Regions from separate parts of the Canis lupus genome. Here region 2 is linked to region 1. The links are chromatin contacts, called in public Hi-C maps. All regions are on one chromosome and are shown on one strand. The core of a region is the stretch at or near the end of the contact, and the rest is flanking DNA. Distances in the headings are between cores, read along the strand shown. Region 1 overlaps MYO9B (unconventional myosin-IXb). Region 2 holds the start of MYO9B (unconventional myosin-IXb).

Evidence for each region. Hi-C and Micro-C count contacts between places; a contact is called where the count stands out from the background.
Region 2: a contact with region 1 is called in a Hi-C map of blood, with 3 times the contacts expected there. The contact joins the promoter of MYO9B here to the enhancer-like site in region 1.

What each region holds. Positions count from the first base shown.
Region 1 is chr20:45,955,932-45,961,971 of UU_Cfam_GSD_1.0, forward strand. MYO9B (unconventional myosin-IXb) reads right to left here. Exons shown (of 41, transcript XM_038566933.1): 4 at 1,505-1,567; 5 at 976-1,075; 6 at 625-725. Among named protein-coding and RNA genes, the nearest start is that of USE1, 40 kb to the left of the region's middle. Within about 2 kb of position 3,035, at least 2 of the 20 cell types and tissues checked have an H3K27ac peak or open chromatin away from gene starts, as enhancers often do. A contact at or near this core is called in blood, where this site is marked.
Region 2 is chr20:46,007,258-46,013,297 of UU_Cfam_GSD_1.0, forward strand. It overlaps MYO9B (unconventional myosin-IXb), which reads right to left and starts at 2,905. Exons shown (of 41, transcript XM_038566933.1): 1 at 2,850-2,905. It overlaps HAUS8 (HAUS augmin-like complex subunit 8), which reads left to right and starts at 1,473. Exons shown (of 11, transcript XM_038566934.1): 1 at 1,473-1,652. The coding sequence starts at 1,498.

The sequences.
Region 1 (6,040 bases), core at 1,785-4,284:
TATCTGGCCCTTCACAGAAAGTTTGCCAATCTCTGCATGATATATAGATGTTTAGTTATTGAATTCCTGCTGGTGAGCATTTGTCTTGCGGGGGGGGGGGGGTATTCCAACTTTTTGAGGCTGTTAATAACAAGGCTGCCGTGTGCAAGTCTTCAAGTCAGCACAAGCACACATTGCTTTGGGCACATAAAGGTCTAGTAGAAACTGCCAACAGTGTTCCAAGGGGGCTGGCCTGATCTGTGCCCTCCCAGAAGTGGGCAGTGGTTCCCTCTGGGTATACTGAACTCATCGGGCAGGTGTGGCAAGTTCCCTGGGGTGGCTTTCCAAAAAATTAAAAAAATTTTTAATTGTGGTAAAACACACATCATGTAAAATTTACCATCGTAACCATTTTCAGGTATTAAGGACATCTGCACTGCTGGGTAAAAGCCCTGGGGTTTTACATCTCCCAGTGACTAATGACGAGTCCCTTTCCACATGCTAGCTGCCATCGGGCTGCCCTTATTAGTATCTGGGTTCCCTCTGGGGTGTTAGCCAGGTCTCAGGGAGTAGCCTTAGGTAAAGATGGGGAGGGGTAGGGGTGTCCACACGGGAGAAGGCAGGAGGGCTGGGCTGCCTACTTACTGCTTCTTGGTGGCAGGGAGGAAGCCCACCATCTCCATGGCCTGCTTGAGTCTCTCAAAGTCATGCTTCAGGTCTTCTCCATCTTCGATCTTCAAGTTATGCTGAAAAACAAAGTTGGGAGCACTCTGGGCGTTTCTGGGCCAGCAAGGGTGGCGTGCAAGAGTGATTTTGGCTGGGACTGGTGGGGCAGGGCTCAGGACACAGGGAATGAATGGGCCCCTTTATGCCGCCTCCTTGGAGTCGGTCTGGGGGCCAGAGAGGGCCCAGGCAGACAGCCTCTGACCTCCTGGCGTGTAAACAGCCCATGGGGAACAGAGGCAGCGTTTGTGGCCGCGGCTCGGGGCTGTTTACCTGGTTGAGGTAGAAATAATCTTCAGGCTGCTTGAGCTGAAATTCTTGACGCTCTTCCTCGCTGACGCCAAGTAACAAATAATAAAACACGTGGTAGTTCCTGTGGGTCAAAAGGAGGAGAAAAAATTCATTTTTGGAGGCCAAGCAACGGCTACTCTTCAAACCACTACTAATATTGCTTTGGGGACCACACCAGGGAGGAAAAAAAAAACCACACACCTCAAATATGTACCAATTTGAGACAATAAGTTGATTCTTATGATGTCTTAAAAGGAAAACTAAACCGTGAGCTTCTCCGGTGAGGAGATGTCTGGGGATGAGGGGTATTACTCTGGGTAAAAGCCTGGGTAGGCACAAAAATAAGCACAAGAAGGTGGTTTAGGAGGTATGAGTTGCAAAGCTTGCAGCCACAGAGCAGCCTTGCTCCTGGGAGATTGGCCACCATCTCCCATAGGGCTAGGACACCTGCTTCACTCCTTTGTGGGGAAGAAGGCAGATGTGGTGGGTCACTGAGGAAATTTCCTCCTACCTCTCATCCTTCTCTTGAGAGACGAGGCGAGACTTTTCAAGCAGGTATTTTTCAACAACAGCCCTGTTATTAAAAGGAAGATGAGTAAAATGTTACATTTTGATAGTTTTCTAGAACAGAGTAATTTGTCACAATAAAGCCAGCTGAGGATTAATTTCCTTTGACACAAGGTAAACACAGGTACCTAAATCACCCTTTAGAAATACAATCATCCTGGGGCACCTGGGTGGCTCGTTGGTTAAGCATCTGCCTTTGGCTCATGCTGGCCTGGGATGGAGCCCCGCGCCAGGCTCCCTGCTCAGCAAGGAGTCTGCTTCTGCCCCTCCCTCTCATGCTCTCTCTCTCTCACTTTCTGTCTCAAATAAATAACTAAAATCTTAAAAAAAAAAAAAATCATCCTAAATATCACAGTCAATCTAAATGTGGCAAATATAATCAATCTAAGTGGTCATAAATATAACTACCCTAAATGTCATGTATATAATCAATCACCCCCAAGTGTCGCCTTGTCTTATGACTGCCATCCATAAAAATAAGGAACCTGGAGGGGATCCCTGGGTGGCGCAGCGGTTTAGCACCTGCCTTTGGCCCAGGGCGCGATCCTGGAGACCCGGGGTCGAATCCCACGTCGGGCTCCCGGTGCATGGAGCCTGCTTCTCCCTCTGCCTATGTCTCTGCCTCTCTCTCTCTCTCTCTCTCTCTGTGACTATCATAAATAAATAAAAATTAAAAAAAAAAAGAAAAGGAACCTGGATTGGCCACTTCTGCTCGCCAGACCAGATACGAGTTGATCACTGTTCAGAAGCTTAAGAAGCACCCTGGGGTACCCCCCTCAGGCAGCGGGAACTGGGGCAACTGTACCCATGTGTTCACGGACAACAGGGGAAGGTCGCCCTCTGCATTCACCACCTCCTCAGCCTTTAAATGCTTTTCCCGTTAAAAATCCAAGATAATAGGTTCATTTTTTATTTTTTTTAAAGATTTTATTTATTTATTTGAGAGGGAGACCAAGTGAGCTTTGGGGGTGGGAGGACAGAAGGAGAGGTCTCCCTGCTGAGCAGGGAGGCCAACATGGGGGCTGATCCCAGGACCCTGGGATCAAGATCTGAGCTGAAGAAGGCACTTAACCAACTAGGGCATCCAGGCACCCCTCTATTTTTTTTATAACTTCTTTATTGATATAAACTGCACATATTTAATATAGGCAACGTGGTGAGTCTTTTTTTTTTTTTTTAAGATTTTATTTATTTATTCATGACAGACACAGAGAGAGAGAGGCAGACACAGGCAGAGGGAGAAGCAGGCTCCATGTAGGGAGCCTGATGTGAGACTCGATCCCGGGTCTCCAGGATCAGGCCCTGGGCTGAAGGCAGCGCCAAACCGTTGGGTCACTGGGCTGCCCACGTGGTGAGTCTTGACTGGGTACTTTCCTATTTTGTTCCACCAGCTTTACAAGCTGTCACTGATGCACAGTAAGCTAGAAGTGTGTGAACTGATGAGTTGTGACACATGCAGGCACCTGTGTACCTACCACCATGACCCAGTTTCCTGGGCCCTTAGTCAACCCTCCCTGCCTCTCAACCCCAAGCAGCCACTGATTAGCCCCACCATAGATTAGTTTGCATTGTCTAGAATTTTAAAGAAATACAATCCTTCGGTATATATATATTGTGTCTGCCTTGTCACTCAGCCCAGTGACTCTGAGATTCAGCCCCATTGCAGCATGTATCAGAGCTTCACGCCACAATGTGTTACCCATTCATTAGCTGACGGACATTTGATGGTCAGGCGTCCATGAGGCTGTGTGGGCTCTGGGGCAGGGCCCAGGGACCTCTACAGCTATACTCTCAATGTTAGCAGTAGTAAGGACTATTCTCAGCACTGTTTTGTAGGGATTAAATGCCCTGAATCCTTTCACCCTGGGGGTGGACACTGTGGCTCCAACTGAAAGATGAGATCCTAAAATTGAAGAGGCCACCTGCCACCTGCTGCCTAGGACCCCCCAGGAGGGAAGTAGCCTAGCAGGGACCCCACCCAGTGGGGCTGGAGGGGCTGGTCATTCATGGGTTATACCACCACCACGTGTGGGAGCTGGATAGCTCTGCAGGCTCCCTTCACCTGAGCCCATCCTGTTTTATAGGAAAGGCAGCTGGTACCCGGGGGTAGGGGTAGAGGTGGGTAGGCCTGGGCGACATCCCTGGGCCCCTGGTCCAGGGCTTGCTAGACACCACCTGCCTCTCTCTCCAGGACAGCAGTCGCCTGTCTGCAGACTTGCCTGGGACACATGCAAACAAAACATGCACGGGCGGGTTTCCATGGACTCGGACTGTGTCCTCTCATCTTTCAAACCCATGTTTTTTTTTCTATTCCTTCCCCCAGCTAGTAACTATTTTAGTTGTTGGTGGTTTGTTCTCCTAGGGAGGGAAGCCATATCTGGTTCTAGAATCAGACTCCTGCTGGAAGCTCCACCTGTGGCCAATTCCCTGCGCTGTGTCGGCATAGTGGAGAGGACAGCGACCCCTTACTGGCATTGAGCTGTCATGTGACAATGACAGCCCCTTCCCTTCCCTGATCATTCTTAATGCCAGGACCCTACTGGGGTTTGTAGGGGGCCAGGGATCCCCCGGTACTGAGCCACTGAACCCACAGGAAGACGAGGTCTTGCAAATTGGGGAACTGGAGGAAGACTTGGACTGCCCCTGACCCTTGGCCTCCACAGGAAATGGCATTGAGAAGTGTCACCTCCCCAAAAGCAGAACTGGGTCTGGGCCTGCTCTTCCCCAGCTGGCTGTGACCACTCCCTGGACAGGAAGTGTACCTCCTCATCGAGCGTGGGCAGGCCACATGGTCATGGGCTGAGGTGGGACTTCCTTTCCTGAATCCAAGGCCACAGACAGGACTTTCAAAAGTTGGTCTGTAAGACACAATCACCCGGGACCTCTGGCCCTGAGCTTGATGGGAGCCTGAGGCAGGCAGAACAGGCTGGACCAGTTAGCTGAAGGCCAACACTTGCTGGTACACTGGGTCACATGGTGGCCCCCAGAAGGTATGCCCACTTGGAAGCTGTGAGTTTGACTTTATATGGCAAAAGAGTCTTTGTAGATGTAATTAAGGGAAGGCTCTGGAGATACGAACATCTTCCATGATCAGAGTGGACCCTAAATCCAGGGACAAAGTCCTAAGAAGAAGAACACTGAGTGATGCAGAGAAGACCACGTGATGATGGAAGCTGAGATTGGGGTGATGTGGCCATAAGCCAAGGAAGGCCTGGAGTCACCAGAAGCTGCCAGAGGGCACAAAGAATCCTCTCTTGGAGGCTGTGGAAGGAATGCTGTCCTCCCTACATATTGATTTCAGGCTTTCAACCTTCAATGCTGTGAGACAAGAAATTCCTCCTGCCTTGAGCCCCCCAGTTTGTGGCACTTTTTTATGGAAGCCATAGGACACCAGAGACCACACAGAGGAGCAAGCTGGGAGCAAAGCTCCAGTCTGACCCATGGCTGCAGAGCCATCCCTGGACCCGGGAAAACATGAAGTAGCCTCCTGGCATCTCTGCTCCCATGAGGGAGTTTCCAGGATTGTAGATGGGGTATGATTCTGTGTCATCTGCCCAAGAAGGTACTCTGGGCAACTCCTGCTGGTCAGACGCCCTGCAACAGGGGTAGGCGGTGGCCATGTCTATGCAGATGCCCAGCAGCACTGAGTGATGGGGGGGATCACTGGATGGTCTATGGGCTGAGGGGACAAAGCACAATTGCCATTTATTGGGGATTTCTCACTCATACCACCGCCCGCTGGAGCCTGGGCAGAGAGGCCTGAGGGTTCAAGAAAATAATATCCTGATTCGAGAGAAACAACATTCCTATTTGTGTCTTGAATATACATTGTCATTTGAAATGATCATGAGTCAGGTTAGATGAACAGAAGACCTACATACTCTGGATTCAATCTCCTGCCACTCAAGGACTTCTCCATTCCTGAAATGCCCGAGCCTTCTCCAGGCTCTGTTGCTCGGGTCTCCCCACATGGAACATTTGGGCTACTCAGAGCATCACCTGGAACCGGTGTAAATCCTGCTGCCACGGCAAACCCTTGCACCAGAATGTAGAGGCAGGGATCATCCCCTTGAGTAACCTTGGACTGTGCCAAGGTGCCTTTTTTTTTTTTTTTTAACTGTGAAAGAGTTTTATTGATTCATAAGATTTCTGATTATTAAAAAAAAGTACCCCCCAAAAATACCCAAAACATTATGCAGTATTAAATCACAATTACATTTTTTAACCAACTGTAACTACTCAGAATATATACTTAAAAAAAAAATATTTTGGGGCAGCCCTGGTGGAGCAGCTGTTTAGCGCCGCCTGCAGCCTGGGCTGTGGTCCTGGAGACCCAGGATTGAGTCCCACGTCAGGCTCCCTGCATGGAGCCTGCTTCTCCCTCTGCCTGTGTCTCTGCCTCTCTCTCTCTCTAAAATAAATAAATAAATAAATAAATAAATAAATAAATAAATAAATAAATAAATTTATTTTTAAAAAT
Region 2 (6,040 bases), core at 1,655-4,154, 51 kb after region 1:
AAAAAAAAAGTCCAGCCCCAATGTCGATGGTGCTGCAGTTGAGAAGTTACACTCTGGCAATTTGGTCTTTGCCAATTTGAGGTTACTGATGATCCTTCATCTTTCGGGAAAGCCCAGGGAGCCATCTCTGGAGGCACCACCTGCCTGAGCTTCAGTTTCCATACTGAAAAAAGAACCAGGGCTGCTTGCTGCTGGTTGGCAGAATAAAAGAGATGGGTATAAAAGCACCCATCACAAAGGATGCTCAATAAAGGGCAGAGCTGTGCAGGGATCTGTTCGTGCAATTCCCTCTTCCTGGTTTGATTTAACACCTCCATATCCATCAAAGCCTGAATGGACCTTGCCACCTCTTCCAAGGGAACCTGTCAGAATCCCCCAAGCCCTGAAGCTTGCACTGGTCATCCTTGATTCTGTCTTCACAACTTCCTGCACCACCTCTGAGGCTGCATTGACCACTCACTCTGAATTTCATTATTCCTGTGGCAGTGAGAGCATTAGAATGTTCCTCCTCCAGGGCATGAAGGCTCATCTCTGTCCCCAGGGCCCAGCTCCCAGTACTGGAAGGATCAGTCCTTGCTTTATTGAACTCCTGAGCCCACCCAAGGCACAACTTTGGGGAGACGAGGAAAGGGAAGTGGCAAATTAACAAGCCTCTGTTGGGGAAAGAAAATAGATCACACAGCCAAATTGAGAGGGGACATGCCCAAGTTGCTACCCTCTTCTCTGAGCCAGAGGCCTGGAACTGAGGAGGGCGAGGGGTCTCACTCAGGGATTTCTCACCAGAAAGGTGTAGCTGAACCTTTGTGAACAGGTATAGCGTGCAAAAGCAAACATGGAATTTGTGGAATTTTCCATGTAGAAGATAAAGGACCGGAGGACCAGAGGAATGGTAAAAGAAAGTCATTTTTGGATACAAACTATACAATGGGAACAAAAGCAGGATCCTGCAGCAGGGATTCACAGGTCAGAGGCTACATAAAATACAAGGGAGCTCTGTGCCAGAGATGCTAAGATTTTCAAGAGGGCTTGGGTTCTAAGGTTAAGAAACGCTGACTGAAGCCAACCCATTTATTTAGCAGGTGAAGAAACAGACAAAGAGACTTGACGGAGGTGGGCACCTCTGACAAGAGAGCCTGCCTGGCTGCACTCCTGGTACAGGGAGACAAGGGCCAGGGCCATGCACCCAGAAGATTCCAGTCCTGTTCACTGGAGGGGGGGTAGAGGTGTCCTGCCCTGGGCAAGCCCACACTCAATGTCTGTAGGAGGCATGATTTCAGGCTCTGATCATGTGCCCTGGGGCAAGCAGGGCCAAAAGCCACTTTCCAGAAAGGCCAGAACATTCTGGAAGTAAAGAGAGAAGTTATCTCTCTGTGGCCCTCTTTACATTCAATCTATCCGGATTCATCTCCTGAACAAGCTACAAATGCAGGCCCCCACCCTGGCCCTTCTGGCAGATCCCGGACAAGGATCCCCACGGTTAGGAAAGAAGAGAAATTAATGCCAATTAAAACCGCCCAGTGCAAGGCCCTTGCCAAAGCCGGGCCCAACAGAGGATGGAACAACTTCCCAGCTCAGCTGCCCAAGAGGCCTCCCACTGCTCCTGGATGCCTTAAGAGTCTGCAGATTCCAAGACCAGAATACACCTCAGGAAGGTAGGAGCTGGGACCCTCCAACTGCAAGACACAATGTCCCCAGCAGCTCCTACCTCAGACAAAGAGGTGCAGGAGAGGCTTTCCCTGAAAGACCCCTGGCCTACCCGGCACCTGGAGCGGGGAGAAGGGAGAGCACACCCGCTTGCTGCCCCGTGGCTGCCGGCTGCCCTGCCTCTCCCCGGCTGAGCTCACAGCCGCCGGGGGACAGATTTCCTGTATGTCGTTTTACCCATTTAAGTCCAAGGATGCAACTCCGAGGAGGTGGTGACAGCCTCGCACACGCGAATGTGTGCACACCCCCTCCCTCCCCTCTCAAACCCAGTTCCGGCCCCCGTGAGGTCTGGAGGCTCTTTCCTTGCTCCCTGGAACCCCTGGGCTCCGGAGAGCCCTGTCTTAGGAGGAGAGCGGTGTGGTTTTCTAGTCTGGAATACCAGAATACCAGCCCAGAGGGCACTGGGACTCACCCCAGTTACCCAGCGGTTGGGGGAGTGAAGTTGGAAAACATGAATCCAGAGGAAGGAGGGCCCCCAAATCCCATGGGCTGCCCCCCAACGTTTGTACCGGGCTGCTCTTGTCCCTTGCTCTCCTCCTCAGCCCCCTCTGAACTGGCTCTCAGTGGCCGAGGCTTCTCCTCCTCTCCCATCCCCCATCTCCCCCTTCCCCATTCCGCCGGCCACCACACCAATGGGCTCAGACCTATAGAATCTGAGCACCCACAGAATCCCAGGCGCCTCCCCCGCCCCAGGCACTATTCCACTACCCCTTCAGCCGAGGGCGGTCCTGCACCCCTTCCCCAGGCGCACCCCGGCTAACCCCCCGCCGGCCTTGCCCCACGTCCCCCGGCTGGGCCTCTCAACCCCGCCTCCTCGCCTCTCCCCCTCCCAGCCCCGTTTCCTGCGACCCCTCAACTACCACTAAAGCCACGTCCTCTTCAGAGAAGCCGCTCAAAGCCACAGACCTGCTCCCTCTGCATCCGCGAACTCCCTCGCCGGGCCCGTTCCATCACCCTTCCCCTAGACCGTCCCGCTCCCACTCCGTCTCCAGCAGCCGCTTCACGACCCCCCCAGCTCGTTCCCGCTCGCTCGACCCCAGCCTTCGCGCCTCCCCGTATTCGCCCTCAGCTCCGTACCCTACCAGGCAACCCGCCAACGCGAGCCTCGAGATCGAGCCCCCAACCCTGCGGACGCCGCCACTCACCTGGGCCTCGGCCGCCGCGCGCCGCCGGTCCCGGGCCGGGTCCCTGCCCGGCCGCCCGCCCGCCCGACCGCCCACCGCTGGTCGGGCCGCTCCGCCCCGCCGCGCCCGCCGCTCCCCCGCGCGCTCCCGCTTCCGGGTTCCGGGGGGGCGGGGCGGGGGCGTGACGCCAGCGCGCCGCGGGGCGGGGCGCCGCGAAGACCCGCCCACTCCCAACGGGCTCGGGACGCCGCCTCCTCCCGCTGGTGGGTGAAACCAAACGGGAGGGGAAGACAGGGAGGCGCGCGCGCAGGGGCCGCCCGCTGCACCCGCAGGCACGCTCCCGAGGCCCGCGGCCACCCCTGCTAGGGCGGCGCAGGATGGCCCGGCCCGGGGCGAAGGGGCGGGGACCTGGGCTTGAGGAGCCGGCCTTTGAGTTAAAGGCGGGAAATGGCGGATTCCTCAGGGCGCGGCGCTGGGTGAGTTGGGGCCCCGCGGGTCTGGATTTTGGAGGTGCCGCCCAGTGCGCCATGGCCGGGAACTGGGGGAGGAAGAAGGACGGCAGAGCTGGCGACTGAGCACCTGACCCCTTCGGGACCCACCGAGGGTGCCCGGGCTCTGGGGGGCGGGAGGCGGCCTCTGCGCATGCTCGGCAGCGTGGGCGCGGAACCAGACCTCGAGTCCCCAGTGGTCTGTGTGGGTGCGGGGCGATCCCTGGCTCGCGGCTCAGCCTCTCTGTGCCGTCGCGTTCCTCCACCGCGAAACCCGGCGAATGTCGCCGCGGCTCAACCTTGTAAGGCGCCGGCGAAACTTACAGAGCCCTTAGAACAGTGCGTGGCTCTTGAATGTGATTTGTCGCGATTGCAGCGATTTTATAGCGGACGAGCGCTGGGCCACTGAAGTTACCTCCTTTAATCCTGCCAACCCCTCCTTTCTATGCTTCCCCTTTAAAAATGAGATATGGAGACTCAAAGAGAGAAAGAAGGTCATTTGTCTAGGGTCACACAGCAAGACCAAGACAGACAGACTTTGACCACTTACCCGGTGCCAGGCATGATTCCTGGGCCGGGTTTGTTTTATTTGCTCACTCGGCTGGTGTTTATTGTGCCAGTACAAACAGGTTTAATAGGCCAGGTGAAATCACTTGTGTTTTCTCCAGGGTCAATTACCCTCTCTGTGAGATTGCCATTAGCCTCTTTGAGGTTTGGGGGGAGGTACCTGAGGCTGGTACAGGTGTAGTTAGTGAACCCACCACCCCCATCTGGTTTGACTCCAGAGCCCAGGCTCGGACCCCATAGGGAATCCGTGTTCTGTCCCTTGCCAGCGGTGAGACTTGCCAGGGGTGACCAGTTCAAACACTTGGGTCCTGGTCTGGAAAACGAGGGTAAAGCAGGCCAACAGTGAGGTTATTTGTTGGATTGGGAGGGTTCTGTGAAGAAACAGAGCTGCTGACACCCAGTGAGCCTTTATTTGGTTGGTTGCCTCTCCCCACTATGGCCCAGCACCTGCCTGATTGTCTGAGCCCACTCACCCGGTAGGCCTTGCTCTTCCTTGCCTGGGTCTCACTTGGGGTTCTCAGAACCTGCTACCCAGGAGATGGCTGCAGTGCGCTGAGCAAGGGGACCACAGCTTTGTGACCAGTGGAGCTTGGGTCCTGATGTTGGCAAGGGATACAGCACTCAGGCCCCTGCCCCGCCCCTTAGTCTGCTCCTCCTGAGTTGCTGGCCTCTGTTGGTGGTGGGACACTGTTGCTCAGACTGGACACCTGGGAGGCATCCCCGAGTTTCCTGCCTCAAGGTTCCCTCTTTCCTATTGCACTGGTCTGTGCTCTTTCTTTCCTTAAATAGGGGTGAAATGTACATAACGTCATTTATTTTTTATTTTTAAAGATTTTATTTATTCATGAGAGACACAGAGACACAGGCAGAGGGAGAAGAGGCTCCCTCAAGGAACCCAATGTGGGACTCGATCCTGGACCCCAGGATCATGCCCTGAGCTAAAGGCAGACACTCAACCACTGAGCCACCCAGGCATCCCAATATAACGTCATTTTAGTGAGGGATCTAATGGCCTTAGGACAGTCACACTGTGCAACCACCAACTCTGGCTTGTTCCAGAACATTTTCATTAGCCCAGAAGGAAACTTTGTATCCATTTGAAGTCACTCCCTGTTCTTCATCCACCCCTCTGCTCCTGACAATCACCAATCTGTTTTCTGTCTCACTTTGCCTGTTCTGGACATTTCAGATATGTGGAATCGTACAATATGTGGCCTTATTTAGCTGTTTTCTTTCACCCAAGATAGTTTTTTTTTTTTAAGAGATTTTATTTATGTATTTAAGTAAACGCTATCCCCAGTGTGGGGCTCAGACTCATGACCCCAAGATCAAGAGTTGCATGTCCCGGGATCCCTGGGTGGCGCAGCGGTTTGGCGCCTGCCTTTGGCCCGGGGCATGATCCTGGAGACCCGGGATCGAATCCCACGTCGGGCTCCCGATGCATGGAGCCTGCTTCTCCCTCTGCCTGTGTCTCTGCCTCTCTGTCTCCCTCTGTGTGACTATCATGAATAAATAAATAAAATCTTTAAAAAAAAAAAAAAAAAGAGTTGCATGTCCCATGGACGGAGCCAGCCAGGTACCCCCAGGATAATATTTTTTAATTTAAGTGGTTCTTTTTCTTTTTTTTTTAAGATTGATTTATGAGAGAGAGCACGCACGAGCAGGGGAAGGGGTTAAGGGAGAGAATCTCAAGCCAACTCCGAGGGCAGAGCCTGCCTTGAGGCTTTATCTCACAACCGTGAGATCATGACTTGGGCAGAAATCAAGAGTCAGATACTTAAACAACTGAGCCACCCAGGTGCCCCCATCCCAGGATAATATTTTTGAATTCATCTGCTTTAGCATGTATCCATATTTTACTTCTTTTCAGGGGTGAATAACACTCAGGGTTTGTTATTTCTTGGCAGGAATACATGGCCCACAAAGCTGAAAATATTTGCTGTCTGGCCCTTTACAGGGAAAGATTGCCAGTAGGTAGGCTAGAAGGACAGGCCTAAACCCTAAGCTGGGAAGTCTGAATCCTGCCAGCCCAGCCCAGCCCAGCCGCCTTCTCTCTTCCTCTGTTTCCAGTGAAGCCATAGGGCCGATCAGTTCCTAGTTCCACATTCTCCTCTGCCCTTGTCCCTTTCCCATGTACCCAAGCAAACAGGGCTTTGT